2 separate regions of the Mus musculus genome follow, and region 2 is linked to region 1. The links are chromatin contacts, called in public promoter capture Hi-C maps. All regions are on one chromosome and are shown on one strand. The core of a region is the stretch at or near the end of the contact, and the rest is flanking DNA. Distances in the headings are between cores, read along the strand shown.

Region 1 (7,245 bases), core at 1,585-4,084:
CTACACATAAAGTAAAATAGATTAAAAACCATCAAAGCTAGCTGTGTTGGTTCATACCTTTACTCCTAGTGCCCATGCGGCTGAGGCGATGGAATTGCTATTTCAAAGGGTGGGTTCAACAATATGGTTCAGCAAGTAAGAGCACTTGTCAGACATTCTTATGATCTGAGTTCTAGCCCTCAATCCCACATAAAGGAGAGACCCCAGAATTGTCCTCTGACCTGTAAATGTTGCTGTGTTGTTCAAGGTGTGTCCTCCTCCCCCATCATGAACAAACACAGATTTTGCTTTTCTTAGAGAAAAATCATATTCAAAGTTCAGCTTCATACTTTTTTCTTTGGAAAGACTTTTTAAAAAAAGCTCATGTGAAGAGTAGCCCAAAAAACAGCCAGAGTGGAGCCTGAGTCCAATGTCTCGGTGAAAAGCTGTTTTTGCTGCTTCTGACCAATGGACAAACAGGTTACATTTCCTCTGTGTCATCTTCATATGTAGAATGGGATAACTAGTCTTTTAAAATTTTAGACCATCCTTAAAGTAACATCAAGAGGATAAAGTGTTTCAGATCTGTGGTTTGTTTGTTTGTTTGTTTCTCTCTCTCTCTCTCTTTCTCTCCCTCTCTCCCTCCCTCCTTCCCTCCCTCCCTAGCTTGGTATTGATCTGGTATATGACTAAATGATGTAATCATTAGTAGTCCCTGTGGACCCACCCCCTTTTTAAGAAGGAAGGATTCCTAATGATTTGATGTGAAAATACAAAATATAAAGGAAGGGTTTTTTTGTGGATGCCTGGAGAATTAACACCAGTCTCTGGTGTTGTGTAGGAATAAGCAGAGGAATCTAGGCCTTTGAGGACAGTGGGTGGGATGGATATTCTGCATATTCTGCATTTGGTGTTGAGAAACACTCCTCAGGCTTGACTATAAATGTTTCATGGGTGTGTTTAGGAGCTTTGGAAAAATGGGATTTGTTCTTTTTGTCTTCCATCCAGGAAGTTTCTATGTAAGTCCAGGTAGTATAAACTCGCTTTCTGTAAGAACATTGTTCTTCTTACCATAGGTTGTTCTTTATCAGGACACAAAATAGCTTCATGTTTAAAAACATCCCCCTCCTTTTTTAAATTTTATTTTTTTTGAAAGTTTAATTTCTTGTGGTCAGGCTGAGCCTCCATGACTGCTCTGGAAGTGCTGGCCACGACTCTGAGGGCCCGCCCGCTCCTTGAGATCCCAGCTGCCGGGCAAAAGCATGCTGTTTCTGTAGATGCGGATGGAGAAGAGCCCTCCTCTTACTTAACTTTTGTAGTGACTGTAGGAGAAGATACTACAGAAAAGCCAGAACCAGAGTTGGTGCTGTCAACTCTACTAGAAGAGCTAGTATTTTATTTTATTTTTTTGTTTTTGTTTTTTTCCAGACAGGGTTTCTCTGTATAGCCCTGGCTGTCCTGGAACTCACTTTGTAGAACAGGTTGGCCTCAAACTCAGAAATCCGCCTGCCTCTGCCTCCCGAGTGCTAGGTTTAAAGGCGTGTGCCACCATGCCCTGCTATTATTTTATTCTTAAAGGACTTTAAATAATTATGCACCTCACTGTTGACTGCTGACCACTGCCAAAAGAACTTTGTCTGACCAAGGCTGAGTGTAGCCTAGCTATTGGTAGTGAGAACTGGGCACACTTGGAGAAGTTTGGTGAGATTCTTTCTTGACAACAAAACATTCTCTGATAATCTTCCTTTTGTATAGTGATTAATTTTGGGTACTGTTTCTGTGTCTGTTTCCTTTATAAATCTTGGTGATTACTGAAGAGATAGGTGGGAGGAACTGTCCTTAGAAGGCACACACTTTTTTTTTTTTTAAAGATTTATTTATTTATTATATGTAAGTACACTGTAGCTGTCTTCAGACACACCAGAAGAGGGAGTCAGATCTCATTATGGATGGTTGTGAGCCACCATGTGGTTGCTGGGATTTGAACTCTGGACCTTCGGAAGAGCAGTCGGGTGCTCTCACCCACTGAGCCATCTCACCAGCCCGGCACACACTTTTTTTGTAGTTCAGTTTGTATTCTACTATTATTTAAAATGTTTGCTGTTTTCTTCTCTGTCATCTTTTTCTTTTTCCTTTTTCTTTCCATGCTACTGTTGTTTTTCATAATCATTTTTACTAACAATCCTCATCAAGAGCCAAAAGATTTTAAGTAGCATTGACTTAATTATATTATACTTGTACTAGAGAATGAAAACATGTATATGCATATATTAATCAGAAGCATTTAAATTCATTTTTGAGAAATACTGATTAAATTATTAGTTTCCTTTTTGGGAAAATGTCTGGATAGTGGAGGAACCTTGTTGAAAATTGGTATGACATCTTTCTTAGTGTATTTTCTGTCTGCTCTGTAAAGCTTTTGGCAGTTACAGAAGATCCAGAGAATCTAGCCCTCTTGGGGAATTCCCCGCGGTCCTGACTTTGAAGCGTTGTGGTTGCTACAGTTACAGTGATCTGTGCTGCAGGGGACATGTGCACCGAGCTCTGTTTCCAACAGGAGGCCTGCCATATGCCGCACCTCTCCTTTTCTCAGCAGCTTGTAAAAGGCATGCTTGGATGTTTACTGTCTACTATGTGAGCTGTCATGCTAGAGAAAGCAGCATCCCAAGATGCTGTGCCTAAATAACACTGTTTGCTTTTAGCATCTTAAGGCATTGCTACTAAGTGTGATCCCATCAATAGATGAAACTGTATCTTTGTTTTAATTCTGGTTTTAAAGGCACTGTTATGTCTTTCATGTTAGTCAGTGGCAAGAATATGCTTTTATCTAGTAAGTAGAAAAAAGGATGGCAGAGCAGAAGGGTGTGGGAGGGACGATATGGAACTGCCAGGCAGAACTGGGCAGCATGACGGGGCATCACTCCCATGTGCTTATGGCCACTGAGTCCCTAAGGAATGAGTGTTTTCCTATTCTGATTCCCGATGGAAAACTGAGTTTCCCCTCCTCATCTTCCCCTTCTCAGCTTTTGGGAGGAGACCTTCTTATTGAAGGTGTAAAACAGTAGGACATGTCAGTGTTTAACTGGAGTGTTTAGCAGCTCTGAAGGGAGCAGAGTAGGTTTTCATGGACACTTAAAATAAAACACAACAAAAACCAAAACACTCAGGCAGGAGGCTCACTCCTGTACTCTCAGTTGAGCAGGAGGGTCATGAGATTGATGTCAGCCTGGACTGCAGAGTGAGACCAACCATGTCCTTGTAAACAAACAAGGAATTTAATTTTTCAGTGTTATTCTGGAAAAAAATAAGTTTTGTACTTCCCCTGATAAGAGCTAGTAGCGATTCTAGAACTACTATCCATATTACAGAGAGCTGAAACTCACGCTAAACTAAGAATTAGCAGCTTTAGTTGTTCTTTGTAGAAGTTAATAGCTGTCTGTAAGAATGTTAGAAACTTAACTCCTTTTTTGTTAAAAAAGATTAATTTATTATTATGTGAGTACACTCGCTGTAGCTGTCTTCAGAAGACACCACCAGAAGAGGGCGTCAGATCTCATTACGGATGGTTGTGAGCCGCCATGTGGTTGCTGGGATTTGACCTCAGAACCTTCGGAAGAGCAGCCAGTGCTCTTAACGGCTAAGCCAGCTCTCCAGCTCTGAAACTTAACTCTTTATTCCCAATTATTAGGTTCTTTTTGGAACTGTCTGTGGCATTTGCTAGAAGCAGACTCAGTGAAAGAGTGTTGAGAGACTGAGGAAGAGTACTGCTGCCCCGAGTGGTGACCGGGCGCTGAGGCAGAGACCGTGGTGGGCGGGGGCCGTGGAGTGGAGATAACTTCTTGAAAGGAAGGGCATAAAGATCTGAATTTAGTTAGCTCCATTCCACAGTTCAAGCCTTCGACTCTGGCCTGAGTGGTCAAGAAGGTGCTGAAAGAGCTTGGGTATATTCCCGCTTGGCTCTTCTAAAATGACTCGGTTTTAGACACTCAGTAGCTGTGCTGATCAGAGACAACAGCTTGCATATGCATGCTGTACCGTGCTGGGCCTTGCCTTCATCTTCTTCAACAGCATCCGTGTAGCAAATCACTATTGACTACGTTTGTCTTCGTTCTCTAAGTATAGCCTTCTCTTAACATCTTCATTCAGCTTCTGTTTTTTGTCATCCTGTAATCTGTTTTTCATGGCAGGATAGGTGAGCTTTTCAGAAATGTAGATCACACCATTCTCTTATAAGACCTTTGTTTCTCATCCCATTGGGAGCACAATTACATTTCTTGCTATGGCCCTAGGCTGGTTCTGGCCTTTCTAAGTTTCTCACAAAACCCGTGGTCGGTGCCCATCTTGCACTCAGCTGCGCTTAAATTGGTGTCTAGTCTGTTGCTTGAGGAGCTGACAAGCCAGGGCTTACTTCAGTGCACTACTTTCACCATAACTTCCTGTCTGGAGTTCTTCATCACTGGGCTCTTGGTTTGGGTTTCTGTCTTATGATTTGGACTCCACTTCAGTCTTGGTCAGCAGGAAAGCTCTCCAGACCACAGTCTGAAGTGAAGCCATCGGCCTGTTACTTTGCCTGTTTCTTTGCTTCAGTTATATTGACTCTTATGTAAGTGTTTTCCAACAATATTTGCCACCTATGCCTGTAAATTCCATTAAACATCAGCTATAGTTGAATTCTTGTAGCAGGAAAAGTTCTCAACATGCTAAGCTCCCCAGACAAACACAAGCAAGCTGACGCTGCTGCTGTGTAATTGTGTTACAGTTTGTAGGAAGTGGTTTGGAAATCTGGGTTTTAATCCCGACACCACTTGCTATGTGTCTTAGTCAGGGTTTCTCTTCCTGCACAAACATCATGACCAAGAAGCAGTTGGGGAGGAAAGGGTTTATTCAGCTTACACTTCCACATTGCTGTTGATCACCAGAGGATGTCAGGACTGGAACTCAAGCAGGTCAGGAAGCAGGAGCTGATGCAGAGGCCATGGAGGGATGTTATTTACTGGCTTGCTTCCACTGGCTTGCTCAGCCTGCTCATGCTCTCTCTCTCTCACTCTCTCTCTCTCTCTTTTCTTTTTTCTTTTTTTTTCTTTTTCACGACAGGGTTTCTCTGTATAGTCCTGGCTCTCCTGGAACTCACTCTGTAGACCAGGCTGGCCTCGAACTCAGAAATCCACCTGCCTCTGCCTCCCGAGTGTTGGGATTAAAAGATTAAAGGCGTGGGCCACCACGCCCGGCCAGCCTGCTCTCTTATGGAACCCAAGACTATCAGCCCAGAAATGGTCCCACCCACAAGGGGCCTTTCCCCCTTGATCACTATTGAGAAAATGCCTTACAGCTGGATCTCATGGAGACATTTCCTCAACTGAAGCTCCTTTCTCTGTGATAACTCCAGCTGTGTCAAGTTGACACAAAACCAGCCAGTACACTATGTGACCTTGGATGTATTACTTTTAAACTTTTTCACCTCTTATTCTTGTCTAAAAGTTCTGATAACAATAATTACGGTTCTGTTCGTTTTGTGGAGTGAAGGTGATGTTTCAAGGAGTAGAAGATTAAATGTTGGAAGACAAGATAAACACAGGGCACGCAGCACTTTACATCTTAATTAAAGATTGGCCATTATTATCACCTTTTTTCCCCTTGGCCCTGAATTGCCTGATTAGAGAACCATTTGTTGGCCAAGTTGTGGTGTTGCACACTTTTAATCTCAGCACTCTCTTTAATCTCTTTTTGAGATGGGGTCTTGCTGTGTTGCCCTGGGTGGCCCAGAGCTTGCTGTGTAGACCAGACTGGCCTTCAACTCACAAAGAGCTACCTGCCTCTGCCTCTTCAGTGCCAGATCAAAGACCTGCACTACCATGCCTAGCATTTATTTATTAATTTTTTTCATTGTATGTGTATGAGTGTCTTACTTCATACACATTCATAAGGTTCCCGAGGATGCCAGAAGCAGGCATCAGATGCTCTGGAGCTGGGTCACAGATGGTTGTGAGCCGCCATATAGGTGCTAGGAATCAAACCCAGGCCTGGAAGAGCAGACAGTGTTCTTAACCACTGAGCCACCTCGTCATTCTGGTTTTCCTTTGTTTTCTTTTCTTTTCTTTTTTTTTTTTTCTTTTTCCTTTTTCCTCCGAGACAGGTTTTCTCTGTGTAGCTCTGGCTGTCCTAGAACTCATTCTGTAGACCAGGCTGGCCTTGAACTCACTTTTTGTTTTTTTTTGAGCCAGGGTTTTACCATGTAGTCTTGGTTGGTCTTGATCTCACAATTCTCCTCTAGCCTTTTGAATGCTGGATTTTAGGCTTGTACCATCATATCAGACAGATTAGAAAAACAGAGAAGCGTCTGGAGAGATGGCTCAGCAGTTACGAATGAGCGCTGCTCTCTTAGAGGATCTAAGTTTGATTCCTTGCAGTCACATCAGGCAACTCAAATTTACCTATAACTCCAGTGCCAGAGGCTCTAGTGTCCTCCTTTGGCCTCTGTGGTATGTGCGTATGCACATCCAGAAATTAAAGGAGGAGGAGGAGGAAGGAGGAAGAAGAAGAGGAGGAGGAAGAGAAGGAGGAAGAAGCAGCAACAGCAAGGAATGGTAGTACATGCCTGTGATTTTAGTATGTTGGACACTGAGGCAGGAGAATTGTAAATTTGCAGTCAGCTTGGGCTACATAGAAAGACCATGTATTTTAAAAAAAGAATCTGAGAAATTTGGAAGTAGGTGACATTTAAGCTTTTATGATTTGAAGAGGCTAAGAAGGGGGTTGGGCAAACTATAATTTTTCCCCTTCCCTCATTAATCCCCTTCTCTCTGTGGGGAAGTTAATGAGAGTCTTGAAGGTAGTATGTATGCTACTGAAAGTGTATGTTTAGCTGTTGGTCCTGGAATTAATTCATGCATATCCATATGGAAAGCTGAAAACATTAGCTTCTGACATTTTGAGCAGTTTCTCTGGAATTTTCAGACTGTGTTTGGGCTAGAGCATGGAGACTGTTTGGAAATGAAGGGTGCATCTGTCAATGCTTTGGGGATAGAGTGGGGGCAGGGCACAGTGTTTGAGACAGCACTAAACTGTGAGATTGTAGTAGTGACCATGACCAAGACCGCAAACTGAGCTTTTGAACTAAGGCAGTAATTGTGTTAAAATGAACAGGAAGAGATCTTTGAGGTATGTGGTGAGAGAAGAATATTCAGGAGAGCCAGGAGCATGGGGACTCAGCTTCACATTTCCCCACAGAATGTCTTTTGACAAATAATTTCACTTTTGAGTTTTCAT
Region 2 (6,877 bases), core at 1,351-3,850, 520 kb after region 1:
ATACATTTTCCTCCACAGCTGAGAAAGCTTCAGTGTATGAATAATTATGAGCTAAAGTCAGTGAGGTAGAAGCTCTAATTGCCTCCCCTCAGAAAAACTAGGAAACTAAATGTTTTCTGTTGTAAGTTTAAAGTTGGTCCAAGGAAAAACCCAGATTAATCGTGAATTACTCAAGTGATTCTCTGACTTTTTTTTTTTTGTTTTGTTTTGATGATGATTTACCAAAACATGAGCACATCCTCCAGCTCCCAAGTGCAGAAGGAGGATCTTGTTGGTCTTCTTTCTCTACAGAGGGGTGTATCCCGCGGTTGCTGTGGAGATTATCACTGTTTTGTGAATAGGGGAATATAAAAGCATGCTAATAAGGCTAGAGCACACATTACAACTGCATTGTGGCAACTGGAAATCAGAGTAACTAGGGCTCTTCTCCGATGAAACTGGACCTCACTGAATTCCCATATAGTAAATGCTCTACTGTGAGGGCTTGTTCTGAGGGAGATCTTACACACACACACACACACACACACACATACAAACAAGCATATACACATATACATACATGCACATACACACACATATATGCACATACAAATAGGCACATACACATTACATACATGGAGGGAAGGACACACATGCACATACATACATGCACACACACACACACACGGAGGGAGGACACATAGACACACACACGGAGGGGAGGACACACACACACACACAAGGAGGGACAGGGAGGCTATTTACATAGCATACAGATAAAACAGGAATAGCAAAGGTGGGGGGCAAGAGGATTTTCTGTGACTTTCAACAAAACCGAGTCAAGCTGGCCGTGTTGACTTCATGCCTGTAAATCTCAATACACTGGAGCCCAAAGGATGACCAAGCTTGAGGTTAACCTGAGCTGTGTAGAGTGAGTTGTAGGCCCGCTTGGGCTACAGAGTAAAACTGTCTTAAAACCCACCAAAACTTAAACAAGTAAATAATAAATGTTAATAAATAGTAAATAATAAATAGACAATGTGGCAATGACCAATTTCCATAAGATTAAAATACTACTAAGAGAATGGCCATAAGAAAAGATGGGAGAATTGAATTGCTAGGAGCGTGGGTGTGGAAGCAACCCAGCAGCCCCTACAGGCCAGTAGGGACCATCAGAAAGAGGGGAGGAACCTTCTAACATCCTGGTAGCCTGCCGCTGAGAGTGGGCAAAGCAAGACTTTAGAGTTTTCTTTTCTTTTTAAAAATCCAGTGCATCAGGCCTTGAGTTTAAAGTTAAGGCCTTTGAGTTCAATTAAAAAAAAAAATCAAGTCAATACTGGAAGAAGCAACTTGGTTCGTGGGGCACAAAGTTAATAGTTAACCAGATAATGAGGCCAGCACCTCATTCCATATGTTAAACTGGCTCAATTAGGTGGTGCTAAGCCTATAACTATCAGGCATTCTTGCTGCAGTGCAGGAAGGGCTCTGTGTGCGGACCACAGAGGTCAGCCATAGGTCTGCGCTCTCTACTCTGTGGAGTGCCATTAAGAGGAATTTGTACTAGTCCAAACTGGAGGGCTTCTGTCTGTTTGCCTTTTTTCTTGAACTACTCTGGTTTATCATTGTATTATTTATTTTACGGTTAAACTATAAACCTAAGTTGCATCACCGGATTTCTGCCCCACGAACCCTCCTCCCTGTAGACTTGATGGCGTTTTGTCCTTGGGCATCAGCGGCCACCCTGGGGCCAAAAGACATGGAGAACAGCACTTTGACAGGTAAGCCAAGAGGGCTGGGGGCAGGTTTGGGGGAGGTGCCCGGGATCAGCCTAGCCTTGCTGGAGGCCAAGCCAAGTACAGAGGAGCCTGGAGTGAGGCCTCCCTGATCCTGCCCACACAGCATGGCCCACTGCCCAGTCCCCTTTGTCCTTCACCTTTCTGCGCTGCCCCTCACCTTTCCATTCTGTCCCTTCCTTTCCCACACCGTCCCTTAACTACCTAGATCAATTAGTGAGGTTCTCTATAAGTCCCGCAGTGCCTCACACTGCTCCTCACTGCCCCTCCATCCCTTATTGTCCTTAGCCAGACACTCCCTGCCCCTTCCTGTCTTCAGACGCATTTTGTCCCTTACTGCCCCTCAGTCCGCTGCCCTCTTTCCCAGAGACCACTTTCTTCATGGTCATCCATCCCTGGTTGTAGCGCCCTTCATCTCTCTCGCATCATCACAGCAGTCCCTCGTTGTTCCTCACCGTCCCCCTCCGTTCTTCATCACTCTCCTCGCCATCCCTCGACCATCCCTCGATATACATACATACATACATACATACATACATACATACATACATACATACATACATACACACACACACACATATATACACCTCGGGGTGCCCCTCTCCTCTCCAATCCCCATTTTCTCCCGCTCCCTGAGTTTCTTGGATCCAAGTGCATCTCAGCGTCACTTCCCTCCCCGGGGATGGAAACAGGGCCGCTCACAACCTTCTAAGGAAAACTCGGTGTCCTTAGGCTAGGCAGCTCGCACAGAGGCGGCCCAAATAGAAACGTCCCCTCAGGAGACGAGGCTGCTAGCGCCGCCCGGCGGGCCCCACGCAAACTCTTCGGTAGCGGCATCGCCCCTTTAAGCGTCCGCCCGCCCGGATTGGCTGCGTGAAGGAGGCGGGGCTGCGGGCGTTGACGTCACGTTGTCGCTCACCGTATAAATACGGGCGTCGGCTGCGCCGGCGTCGGCGGCCGAGTGCGAGGCGCGGAGCGTGAGCTGTGCGAGCGAGCGAGCGCGAGCATAGCCTGCGAGCGAGCAGAGAGAAAGAGCGAGGGCAAGAGAGCGGCGAGGCGCCTGCGCGATGCTCGGGCCCCTAAGCCCGCGGCGCTGAGCCAGCCGGGACGGACATGCGCGGGAGGGCGCCGCGGGGTCCCGCTCCCTTGGGGTAAGGGGCCTGGCGGGCGTCGGGAGACGTGGGGCCGGGGCGCGGAGGGCGGGCGGACGGGCGGTGGGCTGGAGCCGGAGCCTCCGGCACTCCGCTTCCCGGGATGGGCCGGGGTGCGTGAGGAGCGGCGGGCCGCGGGCGCCCTCGGCTTCTCGCCGGGGCCATGCACCGGCGCGCACACGACACGTCTCCACAGCCTGGGGCTCCGGAGCGGCGGCTCCACGGTCTTCCCGGTGCAGCTGCGGCCCAGGGATGCGGTGGAACTGCTGCGGCCCCCTCCATCTTCCCTCTCACCCCGCGCACCCGTCGGTCCGGCCCGGAAAGCTTCTGCGAGAAGCTGTCGCGGGTGGGCTCGGAGATTGCTAGTCCCTGGTTGGTACCAGTCTTGAGTCTCGGTGAGACTCGGCGACGAAGGTCATTCCCCTTTAAAAAAAAATATTTGTTTTAATTCATCCGAGTTGTTCCGTGGCCTTTTCCTCTCCAGAAACATGATTCTTTGCCTTAAATGACTTATATATTAAAGGAGTGAAAATGCAGACAGAACTGTTCAAACGCCAAGGCTCCTTGGCAGTATCCTGTTTTTATACGTATATCCTATCTTTGTTCAAATTAATCGTGATTGGTGGTGCTGGATGGGTGCTTCCTCAGTCTTTATTAGGATTTCATCATTGCTTGAAAGAAACCAGTCTCCTACCTGATAAAAATGTGAATAGATTGTTAGTCATAAACTTAAGTGTAGTAAGAATAGAGACTGTAGCTTTAAAAGAGATGTGACGGGAGGTACACCTGTAGCACAGGTAGGGCAGGACTGGTTTCCAGGCAACTGTCAGGGGTGAAGAAAGGTGAGGTATAAATTGCCTTTTTTTTTTTTTTCATCCTGGAAAAAAAAAGAAAAAAGAAAAGTTCTACAGTTTTACACTTCCTTAAGTCTATACAGGTATAGTGAATATGCATCTATTAAGACTGGGACATTTTTGAGTTCACTGTGGTGGCTCTTGCCTTTAAATTTTTTTTTTTCTTGAAACATGGAGATTTTAAGAGAGATTTTACCAAAATAGAGACCAAAGATAATCTAAATACCTTTATCAGTAAAAGAGCAAATTTTGTAAGGAATAAGCTGGTTTCGTACTAACCTGTCAACTCTGGCGGATATTATCAGGTTTGAGAGGAAATACATGAAGATGTTTAAAAAGGCTGGGCACTCTGTCATGGCCTTCACTCCCTCTCCTGTGCACTGGTGGACATTTGCTGATCAGTGGTAAAAATCTCAAACTGTAAATCTGTATCTTGGCAAATAAATCAGATGGTAAACTCCTTAAGGGCTGGAAAATGCCCTGAACAGCTCTTATTTTACACAGCCTTGAATATAGTTCATGTTGATTAAATACATGCAGGAAAGCATGGTTTACATTTTAAGGCTTAACAGGATTGGTCCAAGAACTGATAAGGTTTGGAAAGAAAATCTGTTGTTCCTTGTTAATAGCTGCTATGAAATGTCTGGATTTCTCATATTTTTGAGAGGTAGAATTATTGTTTTTTAATGAGTTGGATTTCCTACTTTGGGTTCATAGTAGATACTGGTGAGCCTTTTGTATGACTTAATTATGTCGTAGTCTCTAGGTGTTTTATGTTTTATGAAACTGAGTCTTTATTGCCACTTCTCCAAAGCTGTACTAGATGAATACTGCCTTTCAGCTCATACTAATAGTAGCTTTTAAAAGCAAGTTCCCTAAATTACAGGTGCACCACACCAGCTTGCAACTGACCTGATTGTCAGCATACCTACATCAGGTTGCTTTGGAAAGGCAAGCAGAGGAGGGAAAGGTGGTGCCCAGGGTAATTCTAGGAATTTGAATGTCCCTGGCTCCCTCTACCAGAGAAGCAGCTCTGCTCCTAATCTCCATAAATATGAACTGGTGCCTCACCATCCAGATGCACGTAGATAGCATCCTTTGCAGACATTTGGCCAGGACATGGGAAAGCTAATGAACAGTAACTAGATAAAAACCATCCACCTGTGGTATTCTGGCATCATTCCCACAGTTTAAACTTGATGTGGATAAAACTGGTGAACTTCAGGGTCTAAACTATAAATTACTAGCTTAACAGGATGGGTGTTAAGAAAAAAAAGTGTGGGATTCAAACTTCAAAAGACAAGATTAGGAGTCTTCATTGATATTTTAGTCAATTCCTTTGTACTGTAAAATTGGAGTGGGACTATTGCAAAGTGACTGATTTCCCAGGCCTTGCTGAATATATCTTTAAAATGTGGAATTCGAGCCCTTTTCAGTTTGGAAATAGGATGGTTAGCTTCCTGCTCAAAAGCTCTTACAACCCATAGCTAAGAAGAAACTTCACAAGTTACAGATTCTTAATTCACATGTTCTTTTCTGGCCTCGTCTCATGGCTGGCTATGTTATTTAAGAAATCAGTTCTTAGCACTGTGGCACACACCTTTAATCCTAGCAGTAGCACTAGGCAGAGGCAGGCAGATCTCTAAGTTCTAAGGCCAACCTGGTCTACAGAGTGATGTCTGGACAGCTGGAGCTACAAAGAGAAAGCTTGTCTGGAAAACCAAAACAAAAAACTAAATAAAAAAAGGAAATCAGTTGTGAATGTCGCCTATCTGTGGAGGCCTCCCCTGACCACCTGTGTAAATAAGCTCTCTGCCTCCTTATCCTGCCATTGTGCCCTGCTCATTTCCTTGAGAGATAACCCCATGTGAAATTATCCTCATCCTCGTTAGATGGCCTCATCAGCCAACAACCATTTTTCTTCATCTGATGAATCTAGTCCAGAAGAAGCATTCCTATGTATTTGTGAAAATAAATGTTTGCTTTCTTAGAGTTTGACCTGAAGAAAGCTGAGTTCCAGTTCCTGTCATTGCAGGTAGCTAGCACATAGGTCTTATGTAGCCCTCCTTTTTATAGAAACATGATTTTAGGTCAGCAAGAATATTAGGAGAACCAAGGCTATTGCCTAAAATGACGATAGAAAGGAGGAGTGGGTGAAGAGAGCGCTGGCTGGCTGACAGCGCAGAACAGCCCAGGTAGGATGCTTCAGTCAGCAGGGTGTCTCAACTCACTTCATTTCTTTAAAGCAAAAATGGAGATTATAATTCCTGCCTCTTACAGGGATGTGTAGATAGTATATAAGAGAGAGCTTTGTAATTTGTAGAGTGCTTTACAGATAAAAGAATCCTATTACTGAATTTCAGGATTTTTTTAAAAATTATTTATTTTTATTTATATGAATACACTGTAGCTATCTTCAGACACACCAGAAAAGGGCATCAGATTCCATTACAGATGGTTGTGAGCCACCACGTGGTTGCTGGGAATTGAACTCAGGACCTCTGGAAGATCAGTCAGTGCTCTTAACTGCTGAGCCATCTCTTCAGCCTGAATTTTAGGTTTTGTGATAGAGCAAAGTTATAATGGTTTCATTGGGATCCATGCAATGAGAGAGTTTAAAGGAAGCTTCTTGGATATATGTGGTAAACCTGTGCGAGGTCAGAGACTATGTCTGAGATTCCATTGTGGCGAGGCATTGTATCAGTAAAGATGAAAGAGCATCAAAAGAATTATTCCAGTTGGTCATAGATGATTATACCTTGATCTGCCCATTTTAGATATCTAGGCCAAGTATATAACTGATAACTTTTAGTAGGAAAATGTGAGGAAGTGAAATGGGAACTTTCATAGGCTACAGGTTATCTAAGGGAACACCAAATAGAATCCCTCCAAAAAATGTACCTGCCTTATTCAGAGGAGTCAAGTGTGTATCTTAAGTCATTTTGTTCCAGTAATTTGAAGAGCCTAAGACTTTAAAAGAGAGGCTGTGGTATGGTCGAGAGCATAAACTTTGAGGCCAAGCTTCCTGAAGTAAGCCGTGGCATTACTGTGGCTCACCGGAGCCGAGTCAGATCTAGTTGCAGAAGCTCCTCGTCTGTCA

What was found. Promoter capture Hi-C pulls out the DNA fragments that hold promoters and counts their contacts.
Region 2: a promoter capture Hi-C map of hippocampal neurons shows a contact between it and region 1, with 4 times the contacts expected there. The contact joins the promoter of 1700045H11Rik here to the enhancer-like site in region 1. A contact is called at or near these places in 1 of 39 promoter capture datasets (hippocampal neurons), 3 of 484 Hi-C or Micro-C datasets (cerebellum, cerebral cortex and cortical neurons), 1 of 115 datasets of contacts at active chromatin or transcription factors (astrocytes) and 2 of 9 other capture datasets (adipose tissue and macrophages).

The regions. Positions count from the first base shown.
Region 1 is chr4:150,336,592-150,343,836 of GRCm38.p6, forward strand. The region is part of intron 1 of Rere (arginine glutamic acid dipeptide (RE) repeats); the gene reads left to right. Among named protein-coding and RNA genes, the nearest start is that of Rere, 58 kb to the left of the region's middle. Within about 2 kb of position 2,835, at least 56 of the 459 cell types and tissues checked have an H3K27ac peak or open chromatin away from gene starts, as enhancers often do. A contact at or near this core is called in cerebellum, cerebral cortex, cortical neurons and 1 more, where this site is marked.
Region 2 is chr4:150,852,349-150,859,225 of GRCm38.p6, forward strand. It overlaps 1700045H11Rik (RIKEN cDNA 1700045H11 gene), which reads right to left and starts at 2,601. Exons shown (of 4, transcript NR_040649.1): 1 at 2,478-2,601; 2 at 223-311. Errfi1 (ERBB receptor feedback inhibitor 1) reads left to right here and starts at 2,722. Exons shown (of 4, transcript NM_133753.2): 1 at 2,722-2,923.